3 separate regions of the Pan troglodytes genome follow, and regions 1 and 2 are each linked to region 3. A link is a contact called in public Hi-C and HiChIP or PLAC-seq data. All regions are on one chromosome and are shown on one strand. Each heading gives the region's core, a stretch centred on a gene start, on an enhancer-like site or on the middle of the called end of the contact. The rest is flanking DNA. Distances are from core to core; before and after follow the strand shown. Region 1 has its middle 17 kb from the start of TCF3. Region 2 holds the start of UQCR11 (ubiquinol-cytochrome c reductase, complex III subunit XI). Region 3 holds the start of ATP8B3 (ATPase phospholipid transporting 8B3).

Region 1 (3,864 bases), core at 860-3,359, 150 kb after region 3:
GAGACGGAGTTTCACTCTGTCGCCCAGACTGGAGAGCAGTAGCGATCTTGGCTCACTGCAACCTCTGCTTCCTGGGTTCAAGCGATTCTCCCTGCCTCAGCCTCCCGAGTAGCTGGGATTACACGCACGTGCCACCATGCCCAGCTAATTTTTGTATTTTTAGTAGAGAGGGGGTTCCCCTATGTTGGTCAGGCTGGTCTCCAACTCCTGATCTCAAGTGACCCACCAGCCTCTGCCTCCTGAAGTGCTGGGATTACAGGCGTGAGCCACGGCACCCAAACTCAAAATTTTAAATAATTAGGCTAGTGTGGTGGTACACGCCTGTGGTCCGAGCCACGTGGGAGGTGGGAGGATCACTTGAGCCAGGAGGTGGAGGGTGCAGTGAGCTATGATTGCACCACTGCACTCCAGCTTGGGTAACAGAGCAAGATCCTGCCTCAAAAGAGAAGAAAAAGAGTGGGCGGGGCGCGGCGGCTCATGCCTGTAATCCCAGCACTTTGGGAGGCCGAGGTGGGCGGATCTCCTGAGGTCGGCAGTTCGAGACCAGCCTGGCCAACATGGTGAAACTACTAAAAATACAAAAAGTTAGCCGGGCATGGGCCGGGCGCGGTGGCTCACACCTATAATCCCAGCACTTTGGGAGGCCGAGGCAGGCGGATCGCCTGAGGTCAGGAGTTCGAGACCATCCTGGCTAACAAGGTGAAACTCCGTCTCTACTAAAAAAAATTCAAAAAATTAGCCAGGCATAGTGGTGGGCGCCTGTAGTCCCAGCTACTCGCGAGGCTGAGGCAGGAGAACGGGGTGAACCCGGGAGGCGGAGCTTGCAGTGAGCCAAGATCGCGCCACTGCACTCCAGCCTGGGCGACTGAGCAAAACTCCGTCTCAAAAAACAAACAAACAAAAATTAGCTGGGCATGGTGGCGCACACCTGTAATCCCAGCTACTCGGGAGGCTGAGGCAGGAGAATCACTTGAACCCGGGAGGCGGAGGTTGCAGTGAGCCAAGCTTGTGCCACTGCACTCCAGCTTGGGCAACAAGAGCGAAAGAAAGAAAGAGAGAGAGAGAGAGGGAGAGAGAGAGGAGGGAAGGGAGGGAAGGAAGGGAAGGAAAGGAAGGAAAGGAAAGAGAGAGAGAGGGGAGGGAGGGAAGGGAAGGAAGGGAAGGAAAGAGAGAGAGAGAGAAGCGAGGGAAGGGAGGGAAGGAAAGGAAGGAAAGGAGAGAGAGAGGGGAGGGAGGGAAGGAAGGGGAGGAAAGGAAAGAGAGAGAGGGGAGGGAGGGAGGGAAGGAAGGGAAGAAAAGAAACAGAGAGAGAGAAGGGGGGAGGGAGGGAAGGGAAGGAAAGGAAGGAAAGGAAAGAAAGGAAAGAGAGAGAGAGGGGAGGGAGGGAAGGAAGGGGAGGAAAGGAAGGAAAGAGAGAGAGAGCGAGAGAGAGAGAGAGGGGAGGGAGGGGAGGGAGGGGAGGGAGGGAAGGGAAGGAAAGAAAGATAGAGTGGCAGAGACTCTGTGATTCCTGTGAGCCCCAGAGGCAGGGACCCCATAATCCCCAAGGGTCCCTGCAGCTCCCAGAGGCAGGGGCCGCTCCCAGGGCAGAGACCCTGTAACCTGTAACCTGAGGGCCAGCACCCTCCAGGCCAGGTGAGGAAGGCCCCGGTCCTCACCCCCTCACCGCCTCCGTAGTTTCAGAGCTACTGCACCTTTAAAATCATGTGCCAAAATTAGCAGCTCTGCTGTCATTAATATGCAAAAATGCAAATCAGGAACTGATTAAGCCCCAGCCCCAGAGGATGTTTCTACAGTGATGAATTCTATTGTCTGCGAGGGTGGTGGGTGGATGTGCTGGTAGATCCCGGAAGGGAGGGTCCTTGAGGGGAGTCCCAGCTCCGCCCCCCTAGTGCACACACAGCCCCTCCCAGCTGCCCTCCCCAGGACCAGTGGGTACGGGCAACTGGGCCAGGTTCCCTGTGTGACCGGGGAGTGTGGCTGGGGGTGGCCCGGGGAGGGACTCTCAGGGCCCTCACCCTGCCTGCTCCTAACCCGGGGAGGACTCTCAGGGCCCTCACCCTGCCTGCTCCTAACCCGGGGAGGGACTCTCAGGGCCCTCACCCTGCCTGCTCCTAACCCGGGGAGGGACTCTCAGAGCCCTCACCCTGCCTGCTCCTCCACCCGGGATTCCCCTGGCCTCTGCCTGCAGAGTTTCAAATGCCTGTAAGGCGATTCCTTCGAAATTCTCCTTCCCCATCTGGCTGGGAGCCCCGACGGGCTGAGACCTCTGCCCTGTGGTTCCCCAGAGCACCGCTCTGAGAGGGCTCTGCAAACACCCTGCATGTGGGGAAATGCAGGCTCACAGGGGAGCGATGCGCACAGGGTCCCCAGCCCGTGAGAGGGTCCTGGGCTCCTCCCGGTGGGTTGAGACCTTCATGCCAGCACAGAGGCGCTGGCTGACGCAGGGGTGCAGGCAGCAGGGAGTGGGGTGGAGCGGGAGGTCTGGAAGAGAGGGTGCAGCAGTGTAACCAGCCCCTGTCCGGGCCAGTCAGGGGAGGCCCCAGTGTGAAGGGGAAGGAGAGAGAGGCAGAGACAGAGGGAGACAGAGAGGCAGAGAGAGACAGAGAGAAAGACAAGAGATAGGAACAGAAAGAGAAAGAGACAGAGAAGCAGAGAAAGAGACAGAGAAGAACAGAAACAGACAAAGAGATAGAGAGAGATACAGAGAGGCAGAGAGAGAGACAGGCAGAGAAACAGAGAGACAGAGAGGCAGAGAGACAGGCAGAGAGAGACAGAAAGAGATAGAGAAAGAGAAATAGAGAGACAACGAGAGAGATGGAGACAGAGACACACACAGACACAGAGAGACTGACAGAGACAGAGGGACAGAAAGAGATACACAGAGACAGAAAGAAACAGAGACAGAGACAAAAAGAGAGACAGAGATGGGGAAGAGAAAGAGACAGAGACAGGGAGGCTGACACAGAGAGAGCACAGAGAAAGAAGACAGAGAGAAACAGACAGAAAGAGACAGAGACAGAGAGACAAGGACAGAGATGGAGACCAACCGAGAAAGGCTGAGGGGGACTCAGAAGGGGACCCAGAGGCAGCGTGAGCCGACCCAGCGCCCTCCCTCTGCACAGGCTCCAGCTGGCCTGGGGCCAGCCACCAGCTGCTGCCTCCCGCCCACCCTCCCCCACGGCCAGAGCCCCAGCTGCCACCGCCACACACACGGCCACCCTTTGGCGGCCCCACCAGCTGCCCCGGGACCCCACGGCGCCCTGGGCCAGGAGGAAATACCTTCGCCTGGGCCGGGGCTCCCAGATGCCTGTCAGGCCGCCCTCTTCGGAGCCTCAGTTTCCTCACCTGTAAGATGGGGAACCCCCCAACTTAGCCTGTGCATTTATGGAGCACCTACTGTGTGCCAGGCCCCAGCTGGATGCTGGAGGTGTGGGGCGGCCAGGCTGGGCCCAGGGCTCCCCTTACAGAGCCAGGCAAGCCCCACAGGCGCAAGGGGGAGAAACAGGGGCCTGAGAGTGGGAGGAACGATAAACTGATGATACACCGGCAAAGGGGCCTGAGAGTGGGGAGGAACGGCTCCCGGCCGAGGGACATCCTGGGCACAGACCCTGCGGTCACAGGGAGAAAACGGTGTCCAAGCAGCAGCGAGGAGGTGGCCAGCGCAGCTGGAGGGAGGTGGGCAGAGGGGGCTCGGGAGGCCGGACATGGAGGGCAGTGGAGTCTTCCGAGACAAAATAAAGCTCAGGGTCGGCCAGGCGCGGCGGCTCACGCCTGTAATCCCAGCACTTTGGGAGGCCGAGGCAAGTGGATCACGAGGTCAGGAGATCGAGACCATCCTGGCTAACATGGTGAAACCCCATC
Region 2 (4,069 bases), core at 1,233-3,732, 210 kb after region 3:
AGCGAGACTGTCTCAAAAAATTAAAATTAAATTGGTTGTACCTGGTGACACACACTTGTAGTCCCAGCTACTTAGGAGGTTCAGGTGGGAGGATCGCTTGAGGTGGCAGTGAACTGTGATTGCACCACTGCACTCCAGCCTGGGCAACAGAGCCAGAACCTGTCAAAAAAAAAGGGTGGGCCAGGTGCAGTGGCTCATGCCTGTAATCCCAGCACTTTGGGAGGCCAAGGCAGGCGGATCACGAGGTCAGGAGATCGAGATCATCCTGGCTAACGGTGAAACCCCATCTCTACTAAAAATACAAAAAATTAGCTAGGCGTGGTGGCGGGCACCTGTAGTCCCAGCTACTCGGTAGGCTGAGGCAGGAGAATGGCGTGAACCTGGGAGGCGGAGCTTGCAGTGAGCCAAGATCACACCACTGCACTCCAGCCTGCAGCCTGGGCGACAGCAAGACTGCGTTTCAAAAAAAAAAAAAAAAAAAAAGGGTGGAGGGGACATCCAGATGGTCCAACAAAATAACAAAAACCGGCTCAAGAAACAAAAAGGAAGTTCTATGTCATGTTGAATGGCTTCAGGCACAGCTGGATCCAGGCGTCATTACAAATCTCTCTCCATCTCTCAGCTCTTGTTTATGTCACTGTCTCTGATGAACTCTTTTTTTTGTCTGTTTGTTTTGAGACGGAGTTTCACTCTTGTTGCCCAGGCTGCAGTGCAATGGCGTGATCTCGGCTCACCGCAACCTCTGCCTCCCGGGTTTTCAAGCAATTTTCCTGCCTCAGCCTCCCGAGTAGCTGGAATTACAGGCATCCGTCACCATGTCCGGTTAATTTTGTATTTTTAGTAGAGATGGGGTTTCTCCATGTTGGTCACGCTGGTCTCGAACTCCCAATCTCAGGTGATCTGCCCGCCTCAACCTCCCAAAGTGCTGGGATTATAGGCGTGAGCCACCGTGCCCGGCCACTGGCGAACTCTTACATTGTGGCATCTGGAAACTCTGGGCTGACATTCCAGCAGCCCTTGTGTTCCTGTCCTTTCTCTTAATAGTCTCTGTGTCAGCCCCTGCATCCCACTTTTTTAAGTTTCCACCAATGGGAAGAGTCTTATTCAGGTGCTCTCTGATCCCAAGCTCAAAAACCCCAAGCCAACTGGAAAGTTCTACAAACAATGCCCAGGGCCGGGCCCGGTGGCTCACACCTGTAATCCCAGCATTTTGGGAGGCGGATCACTTGAGGTCAGGAATTCAAGACAAGCCTGGCCAACATGGCCAAACCCCATCTCTACTAAAAATACAAAAACTAGCCAGGTGTGGTGGCTCACGCCTGTAGTCCCAGCTACTTGGGAGGCTGAGGCAGGAGAAGCTTGAACCCGGGAAGCGGAGGTTGCAGTGAGCCGAGATCGTGTCATTGCACTGCAGCCTGGGCCACAGAGCGAGACTCCGTCTCAAAAAAAAAAAAAAAAAGAAAAGAAAAACAGTGCCCAGACTGTGGTGTCCAAAACCTACTTCCGGCTCCCACCCTGAGTCCTTAACCAGGGATAGGGATGGGTTAGCACCCGCAGTCCCCAGAGAGCTGCAGGCTTGGAGAGTACTGAGGGGCTGACCCCAGGAGGACAGGCCAGGCTGGGCAGAAGAACCCACGGTGTCCATTCCTTATCACGAGGCCTGCAAGTGACGCTGGCGCCCGAGAGACAAATCACGCCCAGTGCCCCGTCTAGGCTATGGCCTTTCCGTTCATGCTGTAAAGGTGCCTGTGGGTCAGGCAGTCCAGGAGGGCTTCCTGAGGGAGGCAACTCTTGAATATGGGGGAAAAGGCACAAAAGTGCAATGGCGGTGTCTGGGAATATGCCCCTCTTCCTTCTGCCCACACCGGCCCGGTGTGCAGGGGGAAGGCTGGAAGCTGGGAGCTGAGTGAGCGTGTACGGTGCTGCGCCGGGTTGTGGGAGAGCAGAGGAAGCAGGGACTGGAGAAAGGCGAGCCCAAGCGAGCCTGGTGCGGTGGAAAGCAGGAGGCAGAAAGACCTGCCTGTCATCAGCTAAGAGCATCCAGAGACGTTCACCGAGCAAGGAGCCAGGCCACCCTCTGCTGCCAGAATGAGGAATAACCCAGGCTCGCAAACGGAAACCTGCAAAGAGATTTCCGACAGGGCCTCCAAGCAACGGGCAACGCTGAGGCTCAGGCAAGCACTGCCGCTCGACCAAAGTCCTACAGCGAATCAGGAACAACGCCTGACGCCTCCAAAAGTGGGCTCCAATCCCAGCTCTTCCCTTCTGTGTGACTCTGAGCAAGACCCTTCCCCGCTGGACCTCAGTTTCCTTCATTGTAAATAACGTTCTGGCACATACTAGGCGCACAAAATCACTGGCAGGTAGCCCCGCGGAGCCCAGAAGCACATTCGGCCGCCAGACCACGTGGCCAGAAAGCCCCGCCCTAACACCGCCCACTCCGGACCACTTCTCCGCGGTCGTCCAACCCTCGCCGGAAGTTACTGTAAGTGGCTTCCGGGTCTGTGCGCACAGTGGCGGATGATGTTTTTTTTTCCTTCCCCCCCGCCCTCCCCGCGCGCGTGCGCGCCGCGGCCGCGCCTGCGCAGTGTAGCCGGGTCAGCTGGACAGGGTCATCCTGAGGGTGCGACGCCGCCGCGATGGTGACCCGGTTCCTGGGCCCACGCTACCGGGAGCTGGTCAAGAACTGGTGAGGACGCCGACTCGCGGCCCCATCCGCGCTCCCGCCTCGGCCCAGCCCCGCGCCGCTGCGTTCCGTATTTGTGCGCGTTTCCGGGGGCCGGGCCGGGCCCAGGTCCCTTGTTGTGCCCGGTGACAGAGGGGGAAACTGAGGCAGAGAGGCGGAGCGGCGCGTCCCGGCGTGAACGGGACGTGACGGACCCAAGGCCAAACCCCAGCTTGCCCGGCTCCGCGGCTAGGCCGCTCCAAGCCTCAGTTTCCCCATCTCTACCGGGGGATCCGAATGGTGACCCCCTGGACGGAAACGCCCAGAAGGTGCCGAGTCCCGATCCCCAGCCCAGCACTCGCGGCATCTTCGGCCTTTGCCACTATTTTGGTTTTTATGATTTTTAACAAGGAGCGTGAAAGCTTCAGCTGCGCCTGAGCCCACGTGGGCAGCGGGAAGGCATAGGGGTGGCCCCCATAGAAGCCGGGCTGGGGGTGGCCTCCGTAGGGTTGTCTGGTGTTTCCACGTGGGGTGCTAAGAAGCAAGGCCTTGCTGGGTGCGGTGGCTCCCGCCTGTGATCCTAGCGCTTTAGGAGGCCGAGGCAGGTGGATCACCTGAGGTCAGGAGTTCGAGACCAGCCTGGCCAACATGGTGAAACCCGCGTCTCTACTAAAAATGCAAAAATTAGCCAGGCGTGGTGGCGGGTGCCTCTAATCCCAGCTACTCGGGAGGCTGAGGAAGGAGAATCGCTTGAACCCGGGAGGAGGAGGTTGCAGTGAGCTGAGATTGCGCCATTGCACTCCAGCCTGGGTGACAGAATGAGACTGTGTCCCAAAAAGAGAAAAGAAAAAAAAAGCAGCAAGGTCTTAGCCGGGTGCAGTGGCTCCGGCCTGTGATCCCAGTGCTTTGGGAGGCCCAGGCAGGAGAATCACTTGAGCCTGGGAGTTCAAGACCATCCTGGACAACACAATGAAACCCCATCTCTACAAAACAAAAAATTATCAGGGCATGGTGGCACCTGTCTGTAGTCCCAGCTACTGGGGAGGCTAAGGTGGGAGGATCGTTTGAGCCTGGGAATTTGAGACCAGCCTGGGCAACACAGCAAGACCTTATCTCTACAAAAAAATTTAGAGCTGCTGGGCGCAGTGGCTCACGCCTGTAATCCCAACACTTTGGGAGGCCGAGGCGGGCAAATCACCCGAGGTCAGGAGTTTGAGACCAACCTGACCAACATGGAGAAACCCCGTCTCTACTGAAAATACAAAATTAGCCAAGTATGGTGGCACGTGCCTGTAATCCCAGCTACTTGGGAGGCTGAGGCAGGAGAATCGCTCAAACCCGGGAGGTGGAGGTTGTGGTGAGCTGAGATTGTGCCATTGCATTCCAGCCTGAGCAACAAGAGCG
Region 3 (3,812 bases), core at 1,174-3,673:
CTCGGACAGCGGGTGGTGTCCCCAGCCCTGTGTGGAGCTGGGCCCTGTGCACAGAGCTGGCTTCCCTCTCTGCCCTGCCCAGAGATAAGGACTGCACACAGATGGCGAGAGGGGGTTAAAGAGACTGGGAGCTGCTGCGTGTTGCCCGTCAAAGGATGGAGTGCAGACACGGAAAGCTGCTCCGGCCCTTGCCAGGAAACGCCACACATTGTGTAGTGCACGCACGTCTCGGGCAACTGTGGTTGCATCGGGACCCCATTTGGGAATGGGAGGCCCAGGGGTGTTTAGGCCCCACTTCCTATTGACCTCAAGTAGAAAAAGTGATGAGCCTTGCGGGACAGGACCCAGCAGCTGGGGGCAGGTTGCCTGGAGTCGGTTTCCTGCCACCCTGGTCTTGGGCTTCTGCTGAAGGGCAAGGCCAAGGGCACAGGTCCCGGGGTGAGGACGTGGGGGCCCTCCCCAGAGGACTCCATCCCAAGGCTCCCTTCCCGGTTCTGGGCTCTGCGTCTCTCCAGGGCCCTCCTGGGGGACCGTGGTTAGGCCAGGCCCCTCCGCCCTCGAGGGCTGTTCTTGTGACTAGGGACTCTCCCACCTCTTCTGTAAAGGAGTTGTTCTCTTTTTCTTCTTTATTTTTGAGACACAGTCTCGCTTTGTCACCCAGTCTCAGCTTGCTGCAACCTCTGTCTGCCGAGTAGCTGAGATTATGGCCGTGCCATCACACCTGGCTAATTTCGTATTTTTAGTAGAGATGGGGTTTCACCACGTTGGCCAAGCTGGTCTCGAACTCCTGACCTCAAGTGATCCACCCGCCTCGGCCTCCCAAAGTGTTGGGATTACAGGCATGAGCCACTGTGCCCGGCTCTGTGTTCTAAATAAATGGCGCAGGCGTGTATTCACTCTGTTTCTGTGCATTCCCATGTGATGTCTGCCTCCCCCTTCCCAGAACGCACCTGGTGCCTCAGGACATAGCCCACGGGGGGTCCCAAGGCTGGCCAGCCCTGGCTTCAGCCCCCAGGGACTCCCTTCAGCTTGTGAAGCCACCTGTTGCCACTGGAGGCTTCAGGGCCTTTGCACAAGTGCCCTGGGGAAGCTTCTGCCCCCAGATAGTGCCTCCTGCGAAGGCTGGGGTGGGGGAATCTGGTCCTCACAGCTGCACCCAACCAGGTCTCTTCTAAAGTTTATGAGAACAGTGTGTTCAAACCCCCAGCCCTGGCTTTTTTTCATAACCACTGAGCAAGCAAGCACAGGGGAAGTGTTGAAGGAATGAAAGGAGAGAAGTCAAACACAGTGGCCTACCTGCCTGCTTGTGGTCCCAGCTACTCTGGAGGCTGAGGCAGGAGGATCGCTTGAGCCCAGGAGGTGGAGGCTGCAGTGAGCTCTGATCGCACCACTGCACTCCAGCCTGGGTGACACAGTGAGACTCTGTCTTTAAAAAAAGAGAGGTTCCCTGGCAGCCTCCAGGGCCAAGCAGGCTTCCAATTTGGGCTTCCAAAGAAAGAGGGTTTGTGATCACCGAGAGCCCTCAGGTGGTTGCCGCTTTGATGGGGGAGGTGGCCTCCCTATCCCCCTCCACCCATGTTTGCCTCTCCCTTTGGGCCCTCACCCCAGGTAGCCTCACTCTTGGGGGCATTTCATCTTCAGCAGCCCCTCCGCACACACTTTCTGACCCTGGCTCCAGGCCCTATCGCTGGCCTGGACCCGCCCTAGCCTCGTCGCTGAACTCACCCCTGCCACTTCTTCAGTAAGGATCCCTGAGCCCCTGCCACCTGCTGGAAAGAACCCTGCGGGCTTCCTCTTGGCCTTAGGGTGGTCTCAATGGCTATAACCGCCTCTCCCCAGCCTGGTGCTCAGCCCTGCATCTGCGCCTAGGAGGCGCTCGTTGAACGTGTATGGGATGAATGAACGAACCCAGGACACGGATCAGACTTGACTTACATAACCGCCGTTACCTGTGGTCCTTCCTCCTGCACTCTGCCACGCTGGCCGCACCAGCCTCAGCCCCGTCAGGTCTGCAAGGCCCATTCCGACCTGACCCAGGCCCACCTTTCCAAGAACCCTTCCAACCCCGCCCTGCGGTGCAGGTTCTTTCTGCTCCCTGACCAAGCCCGGCCCGGCCCTGCCCTGACACCCTCTTCCCTTTCAGGCTCCGCCCCTGCACTGGCACTGCTCCCTAAGGCCCTCCCAAGGCCCTGCCTTCTGTCCTGGACCCACCCTGAGCGCCCTCCTACCCTGACCCTGCTCTGCGCGGCCCCGCCTTCCTCGTTTGTCACGCCCCCGATCCCAGCCCCGCCCCTACCTTGACCCTGCTTTGCAAGGCCATGCTCAGCCCCGCCTCCCTCTTTGGCCACGCTCCGGGTCCTGGCCCCGCCCCTACTCTGACTCTGCTCAGCGACACCCCCGTTCGGCCCCGCCTTCCTCCTTTGTAACGGCTCCGGATCCCAGCCCCGCCCCTACCATAACACTGCTCCGCAAGGCCATGCTCAACCCCGCTTCCCGCTCTGGCCAAGCCCCTGAGTCCTGGCCCCGCCCCTACTCTGACTTTGCTCAGCGAGACCCCGCTCGGCCTCGCCTTCCTTCTAGTCCCTTCCCAAAAGTCCCGGCCCCTCCCCAGACCCAGGCACTGCTCCCGAGCGTCTTCTATCCTCGCCTGTTCTGCGAGGCTCTGCGAGGCCCCGCCCTTCTGCCGTGACCACGTCCCTGGGGCTTGGCCCCGATCCTGCTCGGCCGTGCTCCGCTCGGCCCCACCCTCGAGGCCCCGCCTCTTCTTCGCCTTGGCCCCACCCACCCCTCCAGGCCCCGCCCTCGGCCCCCTTCCGGGCTCCGAACTGGCTCCACCTTCGCCTTGGCCGGGCCCCGAGGCCCCGCCCCGAGACCCCGCCCCCCGTTTCAGGGCCGTTGGCACCGGGCTAACGGTTCCACCACGTCCGCCGCCCTGGACGCCCGCGGCCTGCCCCTCCCTGCCTCTCCTGCGCCGGTGAGCGGCGGGTGCTCCCACTGCTGTGCGTCCCCGGGAGCCCGCGCACCCTCTCTGGGCTCCACCCAGGCTGAGAGCTGGGGTCGTGGCGGCGGGGGTGGAGAGCGCGCCCCTAGAGGTTCGCGCGGTCGGGGCCCCGGGGCGGGTGCAGACAGCCCTGGACTCTGGAGCCCTGTCCAGGGCGGTCCTGTACCTCTGCGGCTGCGGGAAGACGGGGTGGGGGGCTTCCGAGTAATGGGGCATCCCAGTTAGTGAGGGGGCAGGAAGCCAGCGCTGTGTCCGTGTCTGTTTCTGCCCCCCAGATACACTTCGAGTGGATTCTGGCCATTTGAGCATTCTCTCCAGCTCTCCAATCCCCAGTCTGCCCCCACGGGGGTCTCCCCCACCTCTCCCCCGTCCCACAGCCTAAACCCCTCTTCGCCCTGAACCTCCCTTTTCCTCATGCGGTGAATGGGCACTGGCCCCGCTCAGACTCCCAGGAGCACCAGAGCTGGCCCTGAGCCAAGCCCTGCCCCACCAGGACCTGGGGACACGGGTGACTCAGACGTGACTCAGGAAGGCTCAGGTCCTGCTGGCATCCGCGGAGGTGAGACGGTGATCAGAGCTGGGATGGGAGACTCCCCAGGCAGAGGGGCACCCGAGAGGAGGCACAAGGCCCAGCCTGGCCGGGCTAGGAAGTATGAATGGAGACCAGAAGGGTGAGGACGGGTGTATCGGGTGGCCGGAACACAGGGGCAGGGGCTTGGCGGGGAGGGCACTGCTAGAGAGCTGGCAGGTGGGGGGCCAGTTGCTGGCGTCTAGGGGTGGTTTGCCCATCCTCATAGGGGGCCAAACCAGG

The links. Hi-C and Micro-C count contacts between places; a contact is called where the count stands out from the background. HiChIP or PLAC-seq counts read pairs in DNA pulled down with a chosen protein or histone mark.
Region 1: a Hi-C map of stem cell-derived neural progenitor cells shows a contact between it and region 3, with 3 times the contacts expected there. The contact joins the enhancer-like site here to the promoter of ATP8B3 in region 3. A contact is called at or near these places in 1 of 7 Hi-C or Micro-C datasets (stem cell-derived neural progenitor cells) and 1 of 1 datasets of contacts at active chromatin or transcription factors (stem cell-derived excitatory neurons).
Region 2: a contact with region 3 is called in an H3K4me3 HiChIP or PLAC-seq map of stem cell-derived excitatory neurons, with 4 times the contacts expected there. The contact joins the promoter of UQCR11 here to the promoter of ATP8B3 in region 3. A contact is called at or near these places in 1 of 7 Hi-C or Micro-C datasets (stem cell-derived neural progenitor cells) and 1 of 1 datasets of contacts at active chromatin or transcription factors (stem cell-derived excitatory neurons).

Annotation. Positions count from the first base shown.
Region 1 is chr20:3,959,181-3,963,044 of NHGRI_mPanTro3-v2.0_pri, reverse strand. No RefSeq gene overlaps it. Among named protein-coding and RNA genes, the nearest start is that of TCF3, 17 kb to the right of the region's middle. Within about 2 kb of position 2,109, at least 5 of the 24 cell types and tissues checked have an H3K27ac peak or open chromatin away from gene starts, as enhancers often do. A contact at or near this core is called in stem cell-derived neural progenitor cells, where this site is marked.
Region 2 is chr20:3,896,364-3,900,432 of NHGRI_mPanTro3-v2.0_pri, reverse strand. It overlaps UQCR11 (ubiquinol-cytochrome c reductase, complex III subunit XI), which reads left to right and starts at 2,482. Exons shown (of 3, transcript XM_001148727.7): 1 at 2,482-2,689. The coding sequence starts at 2,640.
Region 3 is chr20:4,109,068-4,112,879 of NHGRI_mPanTro3-v2.0_pri, reverse strand. It overlaps ATP8B3 (ATPase phospholipid transporting 8B3), which reads left to right and starts at 2,423. Exons shown (of 28, transcript XM_054673270.2): 1 at 2,423-2,974; 2 at 3,277-3,672. The coding sequence starts at 3,425.